3 separate regions of the Mus musculus genome follow, and regions 1 and 3 are each linked to region 2. Evidence: chromatin contacts called from public Hi-C and HiChIP or PLAC-seq data. All regions are on one chromosome and are shown on one strand. Each heading gives the region's core, a stretch centred on a gene start, on an enhancer-like site or on the middle of the called end of the contact. The rest is flanking DNA. Distances are from core to core; before and after follow the strand shown.

Evidence for each region. A called contact is a pair of places that touch in the nucleus more often than the background predicts. HiChIP or PLAC-seq counts read pairs in DNA pulled down with a chosen protein or histone mark.
Region 1: a contact with region 2 is called in a Hi-C map of CD4 T cells, with 3 times the contacts expected there. The contact joins the promoter of Kcnh2 here to the promoter of Prkag2os1 in region 2. A contact is called at or near these places in 2 of 484 Hi-C or Micro-C datasets (CD4 T cells and embryonic stem cells) and 1 of 115 datasets of contacts at active chromatin or transcription factors (memory CD8 T cells).
Region 3: an HNF4G HiChIP or PLAC-seq map of pancreatic cancer cells shows a contact between it and region 2. The contact joins the enhancer-like site here to the promoter of Prkag2os1 in region 2. A contact is called at or near these places in 2 of 39 promoter capture datasets (liver and pre-B cells), 2 of 484 Hi-C or Micro-C datasets (both in embryonic stem cells) and 2 of 115 datasets of contacts at active chromatin or transcription factors (memory CD8 T cells and pancreatic cancer cells).

Annotation. Positions count from the first base shown.
Region 1 is chr5:24,350,229-24,354,320 of GRCm38.p6, reverse strand. Kcnh2 (potassium voltage-gated channel, subfamily H (eag-related), member 2) reads left to right here and starts at 2,717. Exons shown (of 15, transcript NM_013569.2): 1 at 2,717-3,113. The coding sequence starts at 3,038.
Region 2 is chr5:24,901,019-24,905,119 of GRCm38.p6, reverse strand. Prkag2os1 (protein kinase, AMP-activated, gamma 2 non-catalytic subunit, opposite strand 1) reads right to left here and starts at 2,551. Exons shown (of 7, transcript NR_040684.1): 1 at 2,282-2,551; 2 at 1,835-1,955; 3 at 635-763; 4 at 404-472. All of the region lies in intron 5 of Prkag2 (protein kinase, AMP-activated, gamma 2 non-catalytic subunit), which reads left to right.
Region 3 is chr5:25,535,462-25,539,068 of GRCm38.p6, reverse strand. No RefSeq gene overlaps it. Among named protein-coding and RNA genes, the nearest start is that of 1700096K18Rik, 7.2 kb to the right of the region's middle. Within about 2 kb of position 2,043, at least 52 of the 459 cell types and tissues checked have an H3K27ac peak or open chromatin away from gene starts, as enhancers often do. A contact at or near this core is called in embryonic stem cells and pancreatic cancer cells, where this site is marked.

The DNA of each region.
Region 1 (4,092 bases), core at 1,468-3,967, 550 kb after region 2:
ATGCTGTTGTTCTTCCTCCCCTGGGGTTTCCAAAGCATCCATCCTCCATCAACTGTCTGTCAGTTCCCGTCTGTTTGTGTCACTGACTCTCCTGGGTCTGGTTTTAGCTGTGTATCTCTGCTGGCCTGGTCCTCTGGGGACTCCAGCAAGGGTAGCTTCCATTTCTTTCCTTCTCGTGGAGGTCCTCTTCTCCCCAGGCTGAGCAGGAGCAGAGCAGGGTGGGTAGGAGGTCCTCCGCAGACTTTTCTCCCTAAACATCTCTTTCTGGGAGCTCAGGCAGCCTCTCCCTTCCCTCCATCACAGGCAGGGTGGGGGAGAGCTCTGCTGTGGGATGACCCTTGGGGCCTGCTGTGGGGGTGGGGCAGAGTGTGGTTGCTCTGGAGATTAGGTTTGTCTGCACCTGGAATTGGGAGGTTGGGACAAGATAGACCAGAGGGTCTTCTATATAAGGTGGTCTCTTAATGCCTGGTACCAGAACCCCAGAAATGCCTTGAGGAGAGCTTGTCTGCAAGCCAGCCTTCAGGAACCCTCTGAGCTTCCTAAGAAGTAAGAATCTGCCATTGGCTTTGACACACACCTTTCTCTAAGTGTTGCTTGTTGCTGCTGCTGGTGGTAGTGGTGTGTGTGTGTGTGTGTGTGTGTGTGTGTGTGTGTGTGTGTGTAGGAGAGAGGAGAGAGAGAGCTTTCTTTAGCAAGCAAGCAGCTCTTAGGAGAGTTACTGTGTATCTGGTTTCTCCTTTTACTGGCAGATAATGGGCCTCGGTGACCTTGTGTTTTCCCTCTGGGATAGTAAGACCAAAAGACTTCCTCAGCAAGTGGCTCCCAGTGGTAAGGACTGCTGGCCAGTCAGACGAGGAGTCCCCTCCTTTTGGGACCAATCTTTCCTGAAGCCTCGGTCTAGAAGGAGGCCATAGAGGTTTCTTCCTTTGGATCTTGCTCTCCGTGCCCACTCTCACTTTTTCTCACTTTCAGTCCCCAGGCTTAGAAAGGAGGACTCTTCACTCACACAGGCCGGGTGTTCCGGGGCCAGAGCAGCCATGAGCCCAGAGGCGCTGAGGCCTCTCAGGCTAAGTTACAAGTTGGGCATCCTGTGTGTATGAGGAAGACGCTGTTGGTGGAAAGGGTCTGAGGGATGACTGTGCAGGCAGGAGTCTCTGGACTTTTTTAGCATCAGCTGGTGGAGCCACCTCCTTCTCTCCCACCGGCTGCCTCCCTGAGTCACTGCCCACCCACTAGCAAATAAAAAAGAGTGTCACCTCCTGGCCAGGGGCCCTGTTTGGCCTTAGTGTTTTCAGGATTTTGCTCCTGGAGTAAGAGTAAGGTAAGAGTCTGGCTGGCGTGGTCTCATGGCGACCTTTCTTGCGCCGTCCGTCGCCCCCTCTCCCCCATCCAATGAAGGTTCCCGCTGGTGACAAGACCCAGCCCCTTGCTGCAAGGACAGAGGCAGCTGCAAGCCCTCAGGAACCCCCACATGGCCCCATCCATCTAGACAGGCCTCTGATCCGGGTTGCAGGCAGGGGAGGGGATTCAAGGCCGCCTCAACTCCAGCTGCCTGGCTCCTCCCCACAGCAGGCCTGCTCAGCTGTCAACACTCGCCTCTCGGCCTTGCCCTGCCCCAGGCGTCGCTGAGCTGCTCAAATCAAGGACACCTCAGCCGCCCGAAGCCCCCTACTCAGGCCCCAACAGGCGGTGGGCAGGCAGTGGGCAGGCGGCTGGTGGACACCCTGCCTGCCCTTGAGCATCCTCAGACCTCTTTGCCTAAATAAGGGAGCTGCTGCTGGAGCGAGCCAGCTGGCAGGGGGAGGGGCCCAAGGCAAGGCCAGGGTTTTCCGAGGGGGCTGGGCCGCCCGGGCCGCCTCGGGGGGCCCCAAGCCCTCCTATTGGGCCTATGAGGTTCCTTCAGCAGAGGGAGGGAAGGCCTCTAGCTCACGGGGATCCCCTGGCTGGGACCTCGCACTCAAGGAAGGGCCTCGCTTTGCTCTTACAGCTAAAAGGCCGCAACTGCTGTCGGTCTCTTTGTACGTGTCATCCATGGAGAGATTCGAATAACCACCGAGAGGTTATAACTCCCTGGAGACAGGGGAGGCGTGCCTCTCTTACGGCTCACCCACCCTTGTCTCAAAATTTTACAGCTTCCACATTCCCTGTTCTTCCCATTTTCTGGCTGTCCCCTGGTCCTAGGGCGGCTCATCTCAGAGCCTAGGCCTCACTCAACCCCGTCACCCACAGCACATTCCGACATCGAGCTGTGGGTACTCAGCCTGCCCTAGGCGCAGCAGGGAAGCAGGAGATAAAGGGTTGGTCCTGTCCCCATCAAATCGGGTTTCTCAGTCCTGAGTCTGGGAGGGGGCGATATGCCCTTCTCCCTGGTCACCTCCAAACCGACCATCGCACCTGTCCTCACCGTTCCCCTACTTAAAGGTCCCTTCCCCCTCTCGGCGGAGCGCGAGTCCCGGGGGCGCGGTAGCGGAGCGAGGGGTTGGGACTCCGGGAGCGCTCGGCGCGGCTCAGCCAATAAGAAGGGCGGGCGCTCGGGGTGGCGGGGAGAGGGCGGTGCTGCCGGCGCGCGGCGACAGGAGGGGGCCGGGAGGCGGGGGCCGGAGCCGGAGGGGCGCGCGCCGCATTAACCCTTCAGCCGCCGGACCAAGCCGCAGGCGCTGCCCGAGCCGCGGGCGCTGGAGCGGCTGTCGGCGCGGCGGCGGCGGGCAGGCGTGAGCCGGGAGCCCGGCGCTGGAGCGGGCGGAGCGCGGCGCGGGGACGAGGTGCAGCCGGGCCCGTGGCACCACCAGCCCGGGTCGACAGACAGGTGTGCCGGCGCCGCAGCTCCAGCAGCTTCAGGCCCGGCCCAGGGTCCGGAGCCGGCAGCCACTAAGCAGAGCGGGAATCCCGCGCCCTCGGTCCAGTTCCGGCCCCGCCCGCACTCAGCTTGGCCGCGGGGTGCGGAGACCACGGCCCGGCCAGGCCACCCGAAGCCTAGTGCTGGGCCGGGCCGGGCCAGGGTGGGTGGGGGCCCGCCCGGCCCGCCCATGGGCTCAGGATGCCGGTGCGGAGGGGCCACGTCGCGCCGCAGAACACCTTCCTCGACACCATCATCCGCAAGTTTGAGGGCCAGAGTGAGTGGGGGAGGGGGCAAGGCGGGGAGGGGGTCTGGGGGGGTGGGTCCAGTTCTGCTGAGTGTGGCTGGGGGGGCGTGCCCGGGCCGTGTGCAGTGCAAAAATGTGAGTCAGTAGGGGCTGGTGGGCCCTGAGACTTACGCCAGGAGCCAAGGGGACAAGGCTTGGTGCCAGGGACCACTGGCATAGGACCAAGGGGCCTAGTGTTGCAGCTAGGGGTCGGAGAGTGAGTATGACACCAGGAATGTGCAGGAAAGGGAGGTGGGATGAGATGTGTAGGTGTTTCCAACTCTAAATGTCCAGAGTTGATGAGATTGTGTGTGTGTGCTGTCCTAAGACTGTTTATGACCTAAGCTGTTGGTCCCTAAAAGTACACTGCGCGTTCCAGTCTTGGCTGTGTTGTATGTGACAGACTAAAACTAGAGGTGTAGGATTAGTGACCAAATCTGCTCTTGAGTGTGTGACAAGTATATGGTCAAATCCCTGTGTCACTAATGAATTCGAGTCTGCATGGGCCGTGGAGAGGCGTCTCCGGCAAGTCCCCAAGATTGTGGGCCCTGTGCTGAGAGGCTGCTGCACACCTGAAGCTGGCTTTGGGGCGAACAGGCTGGCCATGGAGTTCCAGTGTGGTGGACTTTCCTGCTGGGGATGGTACCCCAAGCCCCTTTGGGTTTGGGTGACTACAACTCCCCTTATTCGGACCTGGCAAGGGAGACTTCCAGAAATGTGTCCTAGGCTAGGTGAATGTTTGGTGTTGGTGTGCCTGTCCTCAAGGCTGCATGTGCCACAGAGTGTGTGACTGCAAAGGGCCCCTGGAGCAGGAGGGTGACATTCCTTGCCTGTGACCCTGTGCACACAGGACAATGTGTGCTTTACTGTGTTGGGAGGGAGGGCTCAGTTGGATGGGCAGCATTGTCCCTAGACAGAGAACAGGATGATCCCGAAGAGGTGGTGCAGGCCTAAGGGCAGGGGGCAGGCC
Region 2 (4,101 bases), core at 1,302-3,801:
TGCCCATCTTGCCACAGCTACAAGGTGCACCCCGCATCTCATCTTTTCTCTGAAGCTGCCCGACTGTGTGCCTGTCCCTCGTCCCCCTGTTCTGCTCTGCTGGTGTCTCCCTCTAACCCCAGCGGCCACCTTAAATGTCCATACTTGCTTTATATGCCCTGAGAATTCAGTGGTCTGATGAGCGCAAAGCCGTGAGACCAGAACATCTCCAGGGCCATCGCTTTATGGGTTTAAGCTCTGGGGCCTGTCACATCATTTTCCTGTTTGTGTTTATCTATCCTAATTGCCTTGAATTTATTTCTTGGCCAGGTGTGAACCTGGACATACTCTCGACTGCTATAAAGATCATCCCCCTGCAGTTGCATGCCCCGCAGTTCAGCCTGCCAGAACCCCTACTATTCACCAGCTTGGATGCTCTCGTAGGCTTGAGGTCCATTCCTGGCTCCCAGCCTGTTGTCCCCACAGTCTAGACCTGTAGAGAGGTTCAGGGTTAAGGTGACTTGCGGCAGTGGTGTTCCCCATCTGCCCTTGCTGATTGGTTTCTCCTCACCTTCGTCATCTGTCCCAACACCAGCACCCTGGGTTCCCTCCCGCCCTCACGGTTCTCCATGGGCAGATTCCAGACCTCACTCACACAGTCTTACTGTGGGAAGCCGGGCTAACTGAGTCCAGGGTGATCAGAAATAAGGAAGGAGCTGGTGCGTGATAGCTCACATGGTTACGTTTGCTGCTCCAGCGTGGTGTTGTAGTTTGCTTCCTGCCTCTGTAACAAACCCCATGACCAAAAGCAACTTAGGGAGAAAGGATCTCTCACCCCACAGCTTGTAGTTCATCATGAAGGAAAGTCAGGGCAGGAGCCTGGATGCGGGAGCTGAGGCAGAGGCCATGGAATGATGCCACTTACTGGCTTGCTCCCCATGACTCGCTCTGCCTGCTTTCTTGTATCACCTGAGAAGCAAGGATACAGGCAGGGGCCCAGAAAAGGCTCCACCCACAGCAGGCTGGCCCTCCCACATTTATCACTAACTGAGAAAATACCCCCACAGACTTGCCTAAAGGCCAGTATGATAGAGGTATTTTCTCAATTTAGGTTCCCTCTTCCCAGGTAACTCCAGCTGGTGTCAGGTAGCCAAAAAAAAAAAAAAAAAAAAAAAAACAAAAAACAAAACAAAAAACTAGACAGCAAAAAATGCAGATCTAAACTCAATCCCCAGCACCCACATATAAAAATCTGGTAATATATAATCATGGTAATATAGGTTTGTAATCCCTGCACACTGGGGAAGCGTAGACAGGCAGATCTCTGGAGCTTACTGGCCAACCAGACGAGATGAATTGCCAAGATTCACTGTAAGAGCCTATCTCAAAAACTAAGGTGGAGAGCAATGGAAAAAGACATCCAGTAGCCACCTCTGGCCCTTACCCATACATGCACCCAAACATGCATGCTTACATGAATGTGCGCGCGCGCACACACACACACAGAGCGTGTGAGAGAGAAATCGCGAGCACCAGAGCGAGCAGGGACCACTCTGGGAAAGTAAAACATCTCGGAGCTCAGGCCCTGGCGTGTGAAGACTTGGCTGCCTTTCCTTGGGTAATCAATCCACAGAGCTCCTGAAGCTTTGTTTTAGTATTGCTATCACTATGGGTTGTATCTGCCAAACACAGGCCTGGCGCTTGGTAACCACTTGCTTGCTTTCCATTCCTCCTTGGAAGTCAGACTCCAGAGCATCCAATAACCAGTGTACCAAAAAAAAAAAAAAAAAAAAAAAAAAAAAAAAAAAAAAAGGGGGAAAGAAAACAAACAAAAAACTGTGCCCACTATTCTTACCTGGTGGGAGGGAATTGCCTAAAGGGAGTGAAGATGGGTTCTCTGTGGAGATGGCACACCTTGGGCACTGCAGCAGTCTGGCCCTCCGTGGCGTCACCATACATGAACAGGTGCACAGTTTCTATGTGGTATTAAATTTTCATGAGGATGGAGAATCCAGGGAGGCACTGAGAGCCTATGAAGCCTTTCCTTCTCCCTAGAATCTCGGGGCTTTTAAAAGTGAGCCTCTGCAGAGTCAGCCTGCCGGTTTGTTGGCTGTGACATGAGGGGTGCTGACCTCTGGTGGTAGACATGTCAAAGTGACAGGTTCAGAAGGTCTGTCTGTGCTCTCTGAACTCTGACCTTCTCTGGCTGAGTTTATAGGCCAGGGATAAATTGATTCTTGACCACAAGAATAATTAAGATTGTATGAAATATCTGTAGTAGAAAACTTCCTGCCTAGCTTACCCTGTATTTAACATATTGCCACATGTTTTAGTATATCCAAAGTCAGGTTCAAACATATCCTAACGGTGTCCTAGGCTTAAGAAGGTACAGGAGTTGTCCTGTGGACTGTGCTTTGGAAGGTGTCTGCACCCCAGAAGTTTCTGGAATGAAATTTTAGTCCCCGTGTAACGTGGAAAGGAGATGTATCGTCTCCCAGGTATTGATTGGTTCTTCCTAGGCATCCTGGAAAGGATGAAGCCAGCCTCCCCGCTGTCTGGCTTCTTCTCTGTCCATAGAGCCACACCCTCTTGTACCGGCTGCTGTGTGATGCTCCCCCCCCACCCCCCATTATGACACAGCCAGTAGGACACTCAGCACACATAAACGCTATGCTCCTTAGGTCTTCCCGCTACCAAAATCATGAGCCAAGTAAATAGCTGTGTATTTTGTCCAAGAAGCAAAATCAGGCTAAGACAGACAGGAAAAGGTCGTGTTACCTAAAAGGAAAAAAAAAAAAAAATACCTGACTGGTTTAAACAAACAGGAAAGTGCATAGAGTGGTTGGATAGCAAGAAGTGGAACATATCACCAGCCTTGGCAAGTGCATGGAACCAAGTAGAAAGTCATTAGGAACCAAGGTAACACCTCCCATCACTCTGCTAGGGACTCGTGAACTTCCCTCCAGAAGACTGTCTTTCTACTTTATAGGCACCCCACCAGGGTCCAGGCCCCATCACTATCCAAATGGAACTCCATCCCACTCGCCAGAGTCCTGGGCCTGTCTCTGACCTTTGTGGCTTCCAGCTTCACCTGTCAGGTGTAAACAGGAACGGTGTTGATTGTCCAGCAGCACTGGAAAAATTGGAAAAGCATTTTTAATGTTCTCTTCTCCTAGATCTTTTGATGACTACTAGCATATACTGTGGAACTATGCTGAGTCTCAGATAACCCTAAGGCACAAAGCATTACACACACACACCCTGGGTCATAGAAGAGCAAAGTCAGAAGAGAAGAGGTGAGCCTGGCAGTGGTGCCTTTAATCCCAGCACTTGGGAGGCAGAGGCAGGTGGATTTCTGAGTTCAAGGCCAACCTGGTCTACAGAGTGAGTTCCAGGACTGCCAAAGATACACAGAGAAACCCTGTCACGGGGGTGGGGGGAGGGGGGGAAGAGGTGAAGTGCCCTCTTTAAGATGGCATATAACATTCCAGAGACTCCCCTAGAGTCAAGCCCATGTTGGAGGCCAATGTGAGGTCATCTTCCTTTCAGAAGATTACCATGGTCTCCTCTTTATTCTTTACTCCAATTCTGCCCTGCATCCAAACTTGCCAAGGTTAGCACAAACTTATCTTCCCCAAATCCAGTGGCCAGCAGTCAACCCTCGTCCCCATCTTAACCTGGAGTCCACAGAGTTGCCCCGTGCCCTCTTCTCAACGCTCATCCTTAATCTCTAAGGCATGGCTGGAGAGGTGGCTTGGTCCCTGGTGGGTTCCCCACCATAGCTGGTTGTAGATACCCTCTGTGGTTCTTTCTCTTCCCTTTGCAGCCAGTGTAACATGGCGTGACTCACAGCTCCATGCAGTCATCCTTCCTAACTGAATGGAAGAAACCAAATGTTCCTGTGGCTCTATCTGAGGCCTACTTACCTTCACACTGGTCCTCACCTAAGAGAGTGCTCACTCCTGGCTCTGACCCGACGTATTCATACTGGCCAGCATTTGGTTTCCTTACCACGAAACTTTAGTGTCTAAGGATGTCCAGCACACCTCTCTGGCCAGGCCTCTGTCCTTCACAGGTCGCTAGCTATCAAGACCAGCCACGATCCCTATAGTCTTCTTGCCT
Region 3 (3,607 bases), core at 794-3,293, 630 kb before region 2:
CCCCTTGTTGTCAGCCAATTATTTAGTGGGTTCTCTTCTCTGTCCAATATGAACCTGTTTAGCATAAACAGTCAACTCTATAGCATCAGCTCACTGACCTGGCAGGTTAGTTATCTGGTCTGGGTTAGGAACGATTTCTACAGGTCTAACTTAGTAAATGGTCCTCAGACCCTTTCACTCACAGAAATGGGCACAGCTTTGTAAAGCGAAGCTTCTCTGTCTCTGTGGGTCTCTGTGGGTCAGGCCTTGCTTTACAAAGGGAAGACAAATGAGATGAATTGAATTGGGAGACAAGGGCATGGCCAGAGCTGTGGGCAAAGTGCCCAGATGGAGCCTGGCAGTGGGGCCAACCTTAGCCAGGCACGATAGGGCACCATTCCTTCACACAGGAAATGATGTGAAGGGTTTTGATTTGTTGTTAGTTTTAAGACAGGATCTCATTGAATAGACCAGGCTAGCCTTAAAGTCACAGAGGTCCTCTCACCTTTGCCTTCCAAATGCTTAAAATCCACCATGACCAGTGGATGAAGAAATATTTAAGATGACATGGAGCAAAGAGTCTGTGGCCATTGAGATGGCTAAGGAGGTACCTGCTCCGGAGCCTGAAGACCTGAGTTTTATCTCTGAGACACATGAAAGGTAGACGAGAACTGACTCCCACAAGTTGTCCTCTGACCACTGAACACACACAGCAGAACAGGTATGCTGTTGAGAGTTTACTGCTATGGTCTGAACCCCACCCCCACACAGCTGTAGCAATGCTATTCCATGTCTTCCATTTATTTCATATTGTTGCCTGCTAGTCAACAACACAAAAAAGTCACAGCTTAACTCATGCTGACCACATCCCTGTTATTTTATGTTTTATGAGGTTTATTACTCTTAGGAAATCCCACAAGCTTCACGTAGGACCCATCAAGTTAAAGGTCAATATGAACTGTTATGTCTAAAATGGCTTGAGTCACAGCTGACCTGGTGGGGTTTTTTTTCCTTTATAAGCTAACAGAAAAAACTATCTATTGTCGTAGTTCGGATAATTCTGAGCTTTGTTCCTGGTCTGACCAGTATTAAGATGTGCATTCAATAAACTATTCTTGCTTAACTGAGATCAGTGTTCATATGGTTTGTGCGGCGATTCCTGAACCCCAACATTTACCAGATGTGGCTGCTATGCAGAGACCAGGATGGAGGATGAGACAGACTAGAGACCTCCTCATGGCAAAGAATACCAAACAAGGTTTTGGTTTTGTTAATATTTTATTACTTTATTGCATTATATTTGAGACAGGGTCTTGCTACAACTTGGCATGGGCTGCCCTAGGACTCACGGATTCACCTGCCTTTGCCTGCTGAGTACTGGAGACTGACAAACTGTATGCTGCCATGACTGGCTGTGTGGCTCAGTCTGAGAGCACCAGCCTAGCTGTGCCAGTCCCTTAGTGCCATCCCTAGTGTTTCGGAAAAGGAAACATGTAGGAAAATCCTTCAACCTCCTTCATGCTACTTTCTTTGTTGTTTGATGTAGTGTCTGATTTAACCCCGAGGTGGCCTCAAAGATGACCTTGAACGTCTGATCCTCCTGACTCAACCGGAGTTAAAGGCACAGAAATTTTACCCGCCAATTTTTTATTTACTTGTATTTATTTATTTGAGGCAGGGTGTTCCTCTAGCTATGGCTGGCCTTACACTTGAGATTGCCTTCCTGCTTAGGTTCCCTGTGCTGGGATGACAGGTGTGAGTCACCACATCCTTGATCCTTTTCTTAACAGTAGGGAGGGCAAGAGCTAGCTCCACCTCCCCAGCAGTGCCTGAGTGCGTAGAGTTCTCTCTTTTCACGTGAAGCTGCCATTCTGTGGACTTCACTGCAGAGAGACTCAGGAGCAGTGTGGGGGTGCCGAGCACGGGTGTACTTGCAGGTGAGGAGTTTAATACAAGCTTAACCCGGGGAGCAGGGGTGGGGTTAGAAAGGGTTGTGCCAGAGGACGAGTGAGAAGCACCCAAGGGTGGCTGTAGGCTTCACAGTGGCTAGAGCCCTGGATTTGGGTGGTGGCTGAAGACCTAAGATGAGGTCATAGGGTGGGTCCCTGCTGATAAGGTCACACCCCAGGTCACAAGCCCTGCTCAATCAAGTTCAGGTATTTTTACTGTAAGCAAAAGCTGATAGTCCTGTTTGTGAAATTCCTGGAAAATGTCTGAGAGGAGTCAGGCTCTAAGTACAAGCTCAACATGTCCAGCTCGTAGATACATTTCCTGCCTTCCTAATCTTTTTTTTTTCCACACTTACTTTTATTTATGTGTCTATATGTGTATGGGAGAGATTAGGGTGGGGGTCTCTTGGAGGCCAAAAGACAGCATGGGTTCCTCTGGAGATGGAGTTACAATTGTGAGCTAACTACTGTGGGGGTGGGGAACCAGATCTGAAAAAAAGAGCAGCAAGAGCTCTTTTCTGAGCCAGTGCCCAAGCCCCCTATTTAACATTCTCATTTAAAACAGTCCTATATAAGCTGTGGTGGCAGGCGCCTTTTTAATTCCAGTATTTGGGGGGAGGGGGGATTGTAACCAAACCTCTGCTAGCTAAAGGCCAGCTTGGTCTACATTCTAAACACAGGCTTCAAAAAACAACAACAACAACAACAAAACAGCCAAAACCAAACAACTATATAAAAGTGTTAAACTTCAAACCTGGGACAATCGGCTGAGGTGCCTATTTAACTATCAAAGTGGACCTGGCCTCCAGGTTCTCCCAGCATTCCTCAGTCCCCACCTGTTCCACAGTATGGCTGGCATACCTCAGCCCCTATCATAAACTTTCCAGACTAGGGGCTGGGCTGCCCTTCTCCCAGAGGTTTTTCCCTATATAATCCAGATACCTTTGGTTACCTGCCCCTTTTTGTACCTTGGTACTCTGCACTTGAGCCCCTCTCCCTTCCCCTCCCCCTCTCCCTATTTGGCTCAGGGTCATGACCACTCTGGGCTTGCCCAGATGTATCTACCTCTGGCTGTGTTTTCCTTTTTATCTATACTATATTTTCTCCTCCACCATACCTGGGACAGTCATGTCCTTTCCTTTCCTTTCTTTCTTTTTTTTTTTTTTTTTTCATTCTAAAAGGAATATTGTCTCTTCTATAAGAGCACATACATGTTAGTTCTGCTAGGTTCTGTGTCTTCCAAGCTGCTAGTAGACTCCAGCCTAAGTCCAGAGAGAAGCCTCTTTTCCCTTCCTCCGTTCCACCTCAGTCCTACAGGACTTGTAGTCAATCAGCCAAAAGTTCCAGAGAACTCATCTCTCCAGAGCCCTTCTTCACTCTCTCAGGGCAGGTTCCTATCTGGCAGCCAAAGTCCAGCTTTGTAAGTAAGGGCAACAACTTACATGTCTTTAGTAAGCCACCTTCCTACCAGCCCATCACATCCAATTATGGAGAGATTTGTGCCTTCTCCCTAAACTCAACTTGTTCAAAAGCTAACCTCCGGATATTAGAGTATTTGGATACAGGATCTCTAAGGAGGTAACTGGCTAAAATGAGGTCACTAGCTGAGTGTGGTGGTGCATGCTTTTAATCCTAGCAGCAGGGAGGCAGAGGCAGGCAAATTGCTGTTTGAGGCCAGC